Regions from separate parts of the Mus musculus genome. Here region 1 is linked to region 2. The links are chromatin contacts, called in public HiChIP or PLAC-seq maps. All regions are on one chromosome and are shown on one strand. The core of a region is the stretch at or near the end of the contact, and the rest is flanking DNA. Distances in the headings are between cores, read along the strand shown. Region 1 holds the start of Ttc34 (tetratricopeptide repeat domain 34). Region 2 overlaps Prdm16 (PR domain containing 16).

The links. HiChIP or PLAC-seq counts read pairs in DNA pulled down with a chosen protein or histone mark.
Region 1: an HNF4G HiChIP or PLAC-seq map of pancreatic cancer cells shows a contact between it and region 2. The contact joins the promoter of Ttc34 here to the enhancer-like site in region 2. A contact is called at or near these places in 1 of 15 datasets of contacts at CTCF or cohesin (embryonic stem cells), 1 of 484 Hi-C or Micro-C datasets (nephron progenitors), 4 of 115 datasets of contacts at active chromatin or transcription factors (astrocytes, bone marrow-derived dendritic cells, embryonic basal ganglia and 1 more) and 1 of 9 other capture datasets (embryonic stem cells).

The regions. Positions count from the first base shown.
Region 1 is chr4:154,835,789-154,840,804 of GRCm38.p6, reverse strand. Ttc34 (tetratricopeptide repeat domain 34) reads right to left here and starts at 3,389. Exons shown (of 9, transcript NM_172878.4): 1 at 3,193-3,389; 2 at 1,195-2,014. The coding sequence starts at 1,969.
Region 2 is chr4:154,415,038-154,420,258 of GRCm38.p6, reverse strand. All of the region lies in intron 3 of Prdm16 (PR domain containing 16), which reads left to right. Among named protein-coding and RNA genes, the nearest start is that of Gm52688, 89 kb to the left of the region's middle. Within about 2 kb of position 1,823, at least 20 of the 459 cell types and tissues checked have an H3K27ac peak or open chromatin away from gene starts, as enhancers often do. A contact at or near this core is called in pancreatic cancer cells, where this site is marked.

The sequences.
Region 1 (5,016 bases), core at 2,140-4,639, 420 kb before region 2:
ATGATGTAATGCACTTTTGCCTGCCTACTGTCCTATATGATGTAATGCACTTTTGCCTGCCTGGCTGTCCTGTATGATGATGTAATGCACTTTTGCCTGCCTGATGTATCAGAGTCAAGACCTGGGACTTTCCAGTTCTCTCCAGCTGATTCCTCCTTTTACCTTGCTGGTGTCCAGGTCCCTGGGAACCCTGCCACTCAACAGATACTTTGTCTCTCTTACCACAACTCAACAAAGGAGCTTTGTGTACTGGCCCCTTGGTGCCCTGTGAGACCCTCTGGACAGCTGACCACAGACTGAAGTCCACAAAACCCGGCAAACAGAAAGGAACCTTCTCTTTATGGTTATCTTAGGTGTTTTGCTATTGTAAGAGGAAGCAGGTAGCACTGGGTTACTGCCCCAGCCAACCCCTCTGCAGTCAAGTCTTCAAGGCTAACTCTTTAAATCACTCGCCGTCCTCCGTTAGTTAACTATGTCCACAGTCCTGCTACAAATGATTCAGTGGGCTCTCACACTGCAACGCTTCCTCCCAGGTAAAGGCCATGGTCTCCTGGTGAGAGTACAAGGACCCTTGATAGATGGCTCCAGTCTGGACCATCCCTCCAGCTTCCCAGCCTCCTCTTTGTTTCTTAGCCTCCCAACCTTTCCAGCTCCTGTCCTGTTCCTCCAGTCTCTGCTTTCCCACTCCCTCAGTCTCCCCCCAGGCCTTCTAGGTCCCAGCAGGTCTAGCCCCCTTCTGGCTCCCGATTCACAGTCCATACATGACAGCGGAAGAAACACGCTCACATCAGTTTGAAAACGCTCTTGTGGTTTTAAGAGTAAGATCCAGACACTTCCAGGCCCTGGCCTGGGGCCACCTCTTTCCCTTCAACTACCGTGACTATTTGGTGGCAAGGACATTTCAAGCTTTCTTCCCAAGGGCATTGGTATATGGTTTCTTATGCGTGGACTCTGAAAAACCACCTATCCTGGGAAGCCTTCCCTGACTGACAGCCAGATTTGCGCCTTGCATTTAGTAGGGCAAGACTTTTGTTTGCTCTGTCTTTTCACTGTGGTGTCCCCAGCTCCGCCCCAGCTCCGCCCCAGCCCCGCCCCAACCCTAGTCCCAGACCTAGCTCTGGTCCCACCATAGGCAGGTTTTAGCTGTGGCTGGAGTGGCTGTTGGAGAATGTGACTTGTGAGTCACTCTCCTACCTTGGGGTCTACTCCCTGTTGAGTCAGGCTGAAGGTCCCGGCTACATGCCGCCCTGCAATCCTCAAACCGGCCTCTGCGAAGCAGAGCTTCCGGTGACATGGCACCCATCCAGCTGCCTCTGGGATCCAGGGCCTCCAGTAGTCCCCGGCAGTTGGTCTCTTGCTGGCTGGCACTGGTTTTCGGGTGTCCTGAGAGGTAGTTCTGGAGGCTGCCAAGCAACCTGGGGAGGTAGGGCTGCTGGTGGCTACGAATGAAGGCCACTGTCCGGGCTGCGCTGGAGGCAAAGTTCTGAAGATAGGCAGCTATGCCCTCTCTGGCCTGGTCCACAGACAGAACCCAGGCCAGGGCACGTGTCAGCTGAAGCTCCAGGGCCTGCTTGGAGTGTGCATCCAGCAGAGTGTTACAGCGCTGCACCACTTCCACATGACGTCCTTGGGCCAGCAGGCCAGCCAAAAGGTACAGGACAGTGGCAGGGTGATCCGGGCAAATGGCACCGAGGAAGGCAGAGGCCAGTGGCCCAGTCAGGGAGACCACCGTCATGCCATCCCAGTGGATAGCAGGGATTTGGCTGTCCCCACAACACCAGGACTCCAGGGTGGCCACCACAGGTGCCCCTGGCGACTCAGCCAGGAGAGCCCGTACATGCCGCACGGCTGAAGGCGCATGGCAGCTGAAGGCGGCCAGATAGAAGGCTGTGGCTAAGGGAAGCTCCTCCAGGGCCAGGTGCTTGTCCCCCTCCTGGCAGAGGCAGGCCACGAGCTCCTGAGCTGACATCACGGTCTCAGTCCCCACTGGCTCATGTTCGGTCTTCCTGGGTACCTGCAGGAAGGGAATTGAAGTTAGTGTCTGAGTTGTCACGTTCAGCTTGAGCATGGCCCCGGAGTCCTCAGAATCTGTGCAGACCCTGCTGTGTGGAACCTGAGACCTGGCCACTGAAGAGATATTAGTGGCACTCTCTCAGCAGGCAGTCTCCATAGCTGGGCGTGGGCTCTGCTAGAACCTGTTGGGTTTCAAGTTACTTTTCTCTTGAGCCTTGGTTTCCTTCCCTGTCGAGTGGGATGGGACCCCGCCTACTCAGGTCAGCCTAAGAGGGTTTTGGTGTTCAAGTTGGGGGGTGGGGGGAGAACTGAATGCTTAAGAGATCAGGGGTCAGGGCAGGCTCTAGAACACCTGGCTCCATCTACCTCCAGGAAAAAAGTGTCTCAGAACTCCAACCCAGCACTACACCCCCACCTGCTCATGCCTGGGTGATGCAGGCTGAGGGTTAAGGTCAAGAAGTGCCTGCCAGGTCTGGAGCAGGGTGGAGAGCACTACCAGACAACCTATGGTGGGGAGCACTACCAGACAACCCATGGTGGGGAGCACTACCAGACAACCCATGGTGGGGAGCACAACCAGACCACCCACACTGGAGAGCACTACCAGACAACCCATGATGGGGAGCACTACCAGACAACCCATGGTGGAGAGCACTACCAGACAACCCATGGTGGGGAGCACTACCAGACAACCCATGGTGGGGAGCACTACCAGACAACCCACACTGGAGAGCACTACCAGACAACCCACACTGGAGAGCACTACCAGACAACCCATGGTGGGGAGCACTACCAGACAACCCATGGTGGGGAGCACTACCAGACAACCCATGGTGGGGAGCACAACCAGACAACCCATGGTGGGGAGCACTACCAGACAACCCACACTGGAGAGCACTGCCAGACAACCCATGTTGGGGAGCACAACCAGACAACCCATGGTGGGGAGCACTACCAGATAACCTATGGTGGGGAGCACTACCAGACCACCCACACTGGAGAGCACTACCAGACAACCCATGGTGGGGAGCACAAACAACCCATAATCAGCTCAGAGAAAGACTCTAGAACAAGTCTGTCTTCTAACCCTGCCATCTGACCCCAGGTTAACTACTCTTGGCCCCAACAAGTCCTCCGTGACAGACACATATACACATGCAATACCCTGCTCACACTCACAAGCCGAACCAGCCAGGTCTGGACATGGGAAGGCTCTGGACATGGGAAGGTTCTGATGACTCAAATTCCTTATTAGGCCCCAGGTTGGGGGTGGTGGGTGAAGCTGCTGGTCATCCCCAGGGGCTCTGGGCCTTTAGAGACACAGGCCCAACACAGTAGACACAGAACAGGCAAGGCCAGTTTCCAGGGAGAGTGTCAACATCCCAAAGCTGCCTGGCTGCTCAGCTATGCCCTCTAGTGGCCAGACCTGCTCAGGCAGTGGGGAGGGCAAGGGAAGGAGGCAAGGTTTCGCTGGGCTTCATGGGGCAGCCTTGGAGGAGAGAATCTAAGTCTCGGAGGAGGGAGGCTCAGGAGTGTACAGTGCCTGGGTTTTGGGTGAACTGTCCCATGCTTTGTGCTAGCCCCTGCCCCACAGTTTCAGTCTTTGTCTCTGAGTCCCAGAACTCAACCTTGGACAGGGTGATGATTCTTCACCCCATACCACGCCTGGTCTCGCTCCCCTTCCTGCAGCCCCTGTCCACGCTGCGGGTCCTATGGTCTTCTAATTTGCCCCAAGTCCTTGGCCCCACTGGGCAAGTAGGCTAGGATCTAGTTCTGTGCTCACAGCCTGTTTCCTGGGTTGCCCTGGCTCTACCAGCCCTTTGATGAGGATGGCTAGGTCTAGACTGAGGAGGGGGCATACGGTTCAGTTTTAGAAGGAGGAAGTAGAGGCTGTGGCCTGAGAATCAGTCCATGCTTTGTCAGCTGCCCTACAGGGCATGCTGGGTAATCAGCTTCATATGACTGCAGAGGGGTCTGCTTTGGGCGGCCCCTCCCAACTCGCCTCACCAAAGTGTACAGGTATGGGTGAGCACTGGCTCCTCTGGGGGCCCTGGGGACTGGATACAAGGCTGCTGGGGGTGGGTGGGATAGCTTCCAGGGATACAGTCTGCACACACCCCTCTATGGAGCTGTGATATAGAGAGCCTGGGTCTGAGGGAGCAAGGTGGGTGCAGCCAGCAAGGCTCGATTTCCTGTACAGCCCACCTTCGCTTCAGCTCCTTGACATTCACAAAGGCACAAAACTTGCAGTCGGCAGTGGTGAGGGCTTATTAAGAAATTTCCTATTATGTTACTTTGATTACTTTCATTTTAATTACCCTAATTAGGCGAGCTCTGTAATGGAGTGGGCTGTCCTGTGGGGCTGTTGGAAGGGCCTGGGGCACAGAGGGGCACTGACTATGGCAATTACATTAGCCCTGATATGTCCCCTGTGCCCTGCCTGGGTGTATGGAGCCTGAGGGGATGCAGGCACTGGCCAGATGGCCCATCTCCTGGTTAGGATTGGGCTGTGACTGTAACTCCCATTTGAGAGCAGCATGCCTGGGTGCTGGAACCCACCTGTCCACGCTGTGTCTTCTATATTGTGTTTACACCTCTGATACTGTGGTAAACAAATCCAGACTGCTGGAGTTGAGTAGGGAGTCCAAGTTTCAGAATCCGGACATGGGAACCAATCGCAAGGCTTTAGTCTCTCTGGTCCAAAGGATTTCTGCTGTGACTGACTCGAATCTAGTTAGTGGTGACCAGAATTTCAGCCCTGTTCACTACATAGGACCCATGAGTTACCCTAGACACCCTGCTTTGTTGGGGATCTAGGATGTCTGAGCAGGAGTCAGCCCTGCTCCATAGTGACATCCCTTAAACAACCCATGAGAATAGTTCTGACCATCTGACCACTCCTCTGTGGTGATAGGTTTGTATCTGAGGCTGTGCCTGGCCTCATGGGAACAGGGGCAGAGTCACTGTAGCTCCCAATGTAGCTTTCTGCATACAGTGTTTAAG
Region 2 (5,221 bases), core at 574-3,073:
AACTGCGGGTGATTGTCTGTCTCCTCTTCAGTGCCAGACATGGTATGACATTTGAAGTGACAGTAAGAAATGCCACCAGTGTGCCCACTGATTATGCTGGGGTGGTATTGCCCAGTGGCCAGGCCTTATAGGCCCCAGGTGGCCAGCCTTCCAGTCCCTTCCGGGGATAGAGAAGCCAGGGCAAGGCCTTGATGTGAACTAAGCCTGAGTCTTCTTTTTTAATGCTGCCATCGAGGGCTGAGACTTGAATAGGAGGAGGGTGTGTTTTCTTCTGCCATCCTTGGGCATCGTGCCAGAGTTTAGCATTCTCTGTCTGGGAAGGGCTGAGCTACAGGAAGACTGGTAGTTCAAGCCGATGGGATTCTGCCTTGAGTAGAGACTAAGGAGGAATCAGAAGCCATCATTGACCAGGCTGTGGAGTCAGTGGAGCAGAAGGGTGAGACACACTCAGGATGGAGTAAGGATGGAGTCAGCATACTGCTGGCTGGGCCCTGGCCCCAGGTGGGAAAGAGAGAGTGCAGGCTCTGCATTTCAGCTACTGCTTCACAGTCTTGTAAGGAACTCCTCACGTCAAGGGCAACATCAAGGCTCAGCCGGAGTCTGCTGGTCCCCAGCTTAGAGTCTTTGCCGTCTTCTATCCACACAGTCCTGAAGCTGTCATCCACAGGCAGGCACATGCATCTTTATGGCTCACATTTGCAAAAAGACAAAAGACAAGCCAAGATCAGACATGTCAGAGTCATGAGACACCTGACTCTTTGGAGACACACTGCTGAGGGCCCCAGGGACAGACATTGTCCTGGTCAACCACATATTGGCTACACACAGCAGGTCACTATGAAGACAGAAACTTGCAGAACCACTCCTGAGGAAAGGACACTTACAACCAATAGCCATGCCTAGAACACAGGGCTTGCCCAAAGACCTACTTTCTTTTCTTGGATAGAGAACCAGGCAAAACATACACCACTGCCCTCTACTGATAATTAGCAGTATAGCAGCCCCACAATAAGATAACATGCATGTGCCAAATAACAAAACAAAGAGTCTTTAAAGATTTATTCTTTTTAAGTGATGTCTATGTGTGGGTATGTGCACATGGGTGCAGTACCAGTGGAGGCCAGAAGGTGGCGCTGGAGAACTTAGAGCCGACATTGTATTTGCCATTGGGAGCCTCCCAATGTGGGTGGGTACTGAGAAGCCAACTTGGGTCCTCTGCAAGAGCTGGTACACACTCTTGACTGCTGAGCCATCACTCCACAGCCCAGACAAGGAATTTAAACTGAGACAGGAAAATCAATCACTGTTGAGACCAGACCTTATAGATCCCTGGGGATTTGTGTGTGAGACTCTGGGATTTGCAGTGGCAAAACATTCCCTTCTTCCCTCCCTTCCCCACCCTCTCTCCTCCCTCCCCCTCCCCCTCCTCATCCCCTCTCCCTCTCCCTCTCCTTCTTCCTCCCTCCCCCCTCTCTCTATGAGGTAGGCCTCTTTGAAGCTATGTGCTGAAGACTGCCTCTGAGGTGCAGAGACAGGAAGCAGGTGGCCAAAGAACCTGCAAACTGGCTAGGGCTGGCCTTCTTGAACAGCAGGCCTTGTTTATCAGGTCACTGTTACTATCTCTCCAAGGCCAAAGTCTGCATTGGTCCCCCTGACTCAGAGCAGAGAAAATAGAAGAATCAATAATGTACTTGTTTAAATGAAGTCCTCACTCTTTTAGAAAGCCCCATTACCTTCCTGCTGAACCTGTCCCCTGGCACTGCACAAAGGTCCTCCTGAGATAAGACAGGGTTCTTTGATCTCCATTGATTCCCCTCGTGGAAGTGAGTCAGAGGCCCTGTGCCCCACCCAGCCACCGGCAAGGAGGTAAGAGCTCCCGAGCTACACCTATTCTGTCTGTGTCCCTTGAGACCAGAGAGAAGCTGGGTTCGGTCAGGTCTTGGTAGACAGGGACCTGCTCCTGCTTCCTCCAGCCAGGTGGCCCAGCTGAGCCAAACACTGGAGAGAGACGCCTGCCTTGCTTTGTCTGCAGTGCACACTGTGTTAGCCTTGAGAGGGACAAAGGCTGGACAGGAGTTTGCCCATTCTACACACATGGGCGGGTGCAATTCAGAGCATTTTGTTCAACACCACACACTCGCAGAGGCACACAAAGACATACACTCAAGCGCGCGCACACACACACACACACACATATTACCACCACAGAGAGAGAGAGACAGAGACAGAGACAGAGGCAGAGACAGAGACAGAGACAGAGACAGAGACAGAGACAGAGACAGAGAACAGCAGGAAGCTGAGAAGAGCACTTGCCGCTGTCCTGAAGGACAAGGGTTCAGTTCCCGGCATCCACACTGGGAAGGTCACAACCACCTGCATCTCCAGCTCCTGGGAATCTGACACCCTCATCCACCCTCTGTAGGCATTGGTAGTCATAAAAATGATTTTTATTGTTTAAGTAAAAGCAAAAAATTGGAGAAGGGAAGAGTTTGAAGTACACACCAAGGTAGCCATCACTCAGCTGCTGACCTCATAGACAGCTCCATGCTGTAAGTGTGTGTGTGTGTGTGTGTGTGTGTGTGTGTGTGGTGTGTGTGGTGTGTGGTGTGTGTGTGGTGTGTGGTGTGTGGTGTGTGGTGTGTGTGTGTGTGTGTGTGTGGTGTGTGGTGTGTGGTGTGTGTGGTGTGTGTGGTGTGGGGTGTGTGTGTGTGTGTGTGTGTAGTGTGTGTGTGTGTGTGTGTGTGGTGTGTGTGTGGTGTGTGTGGTGTGTGTGTGTATGTGTGTGGTGTGTGGTGTGTGTGGTGTGGGGTGTGTGTGTGTGTGTGTGTGTGTGTGTAGTGTGTGTATGTGTGTGTGTGGTGTGTGTGTGGTGTGTGTGGTGTGTGTGTGTATGTGGGGTGTGTGTGTGGTGTGGGGTGTGTGTGGTGTGGTGTGTGGTGTGTGTGTGTGGGGTGTGGGGTGTGTGTGTGTGTGTGTGTGACAACGTGAGTGGGTGCTTCTGATCATGAACTAAGCCTGTAGGAGCGTGTGCATCTGTGTGTGCACACATGAGCTGCTTATGCATTTCTATATGCATGTGTCTAAGTTTGTGTGTTGCACATAGGTATGTATGTTTCTTTATCTGAGTGCATGTGGGTTCGTGTGGTATTTGTATGTAGATACTCTGACATATGTGTGGGTATATTCATGTGAGGGGTATGTGGGCATCCGCATGTGGTGTAGGTGAGTGTGGCCTTTATCGCAGCCTAGGGCACAGTAATCATGGGCAGTGTCTCTCCTCAGACCTGGTACTCAGCGCCCTCTGGCAGACTCTGAGAGAGAAGCCAGCCCGGCATGAACTGCTAAACTGACTGACTCAGGTTACACTATTTTCTTCCCCTCCAGAGCCTGTAAATCTCACACTCCTTGTAAAAACAGAATTAAAGACAACAGAGCCTCCAGGCACCCTTGGTCCAATGCCTGTAGCCAGATCTTGTAGAAGGGCCAGGTTCCCAAGACGGACCTTCCCTGTCTCTCTCCTGGACCTGGGACCCCTGGGCCACCCTACTCTAAGCAGGCAGAGGAGAACCACATCGGCTCAGTAGACCAGTGCCCCAAGTGGGTGGAGGGGGCTCAGAAAGCACCTGTCTTTCACAGTGGGCACTGATATCCATTTACCCTGTTTTTGAACTTGGAATTTCCATGCTGTTGGGGTCACTTACATATCTACATGCAAATACCATGTGAACCCACCTATGCTCACATAGAGAAACACATACATATCTATATGCAACATACAAACTTACACACATGTGCACAGAAATACATAAGCAGTTCATGTGTGCACACACAGATACACACGCTCCTACAGGCTTAGTCCATGCACAGAAGCACCCACTCATGTTGTGAAACACACACACACACACACACACACACATTCTTGCATTCATACACACAGTATGTACACACACACACATATACACACACCGCACACCTGCACATAATACCTGGACACACACACATCCCCTACCCCACACACACACACAACACACACACACACCTGCGCACATACACACAGCACACACATGAGCATACACATGCATGCACACACACAGGCATGCATGCTTATAGCACATAGCTGCCTATGCGGAAGCCCAGCTGAGTGATGTCTCCCTTGGCGTGTACTTCAAACCCTTCCTTTTCCCCGATTTTTTCTTTCACTTTTCCCACATCCTATCTTGTTCCCAGTGCTTTTCAGTAGCAGGCAGAAATGAAACACAAAAGCATCTTAATGTCAGGGTGTGAGGGGGTTCCAGGCTGGGACCCCAGGATCTAGACCTCCTCAGGTTTCTGTCTCTTCTCATACATACCCCAGGCTTTGTCAGGTTCAGATAGTAGATACACCTTGTGGGTGTGGCTCTCTGTTACCACCTTCCAGACAGCCCTGACTCACAGGGAGTTTTACAGCACGTTGCCATCCTTGGCCCTGACATGGCCAATACCTGGGCAGTGATACCCTAGCATCCTATGAGCTCTGTTGCAGGTCTGCATGTGCCCTTTGCTGGTGTCTCCTGCATGCTGTTGTCAGATCTGGTGTTTCCTGGATATCTTGGGAGTGTCAGGGCTCGCGCTGCATAAGGACCCACCGACCTTGCTGGTTCTGGCTAAGACAACCTTACACACACACACACACACACACACACACACACACACACACACACATCCTTCACGCCCAAGTCTACCCCTGAGCTCAGAGCAACTCAGGAGATAGTGGGCAATGCTCAGCCTAAGCTTAGCAAGGCGGGCACAAATTCAATCCCTACCTTCTTGCTATGCGAGGCAGCCAGCCCTGAGCACATAAGCTGACGGGGCGGCCTGTCCCAGCACCTGTAGAGAGTCCTCTTTCTACTCCCAGGAGCACCCTGCTGTCATGTAGCCTCCAGAACCAACCAAGAGAGCTGGCAGTTTGTAGGCTTGGACAGGTAGGGCTCTCAGCCTGGGCGAATACCCATAAGTCTTAGGCCAGAGGCTCCCTATTCTCCTCCACCGTGCAGGTATTAGGAATGGAAATACAGCCTGCCACACTGTCAGGAGCTGCTTGGCTGGGAGCAACGTACTTTCCAGCAGGCTTGATTGCCCTTAATCCAGAGCAGTAAAAACTGCAGGCCTCATATCCCTGAACCTCATCAGCAAAGAGGGCTTTCCCTCCAGTATTTACAACCTCTGGCCCCTGCAGGGAACA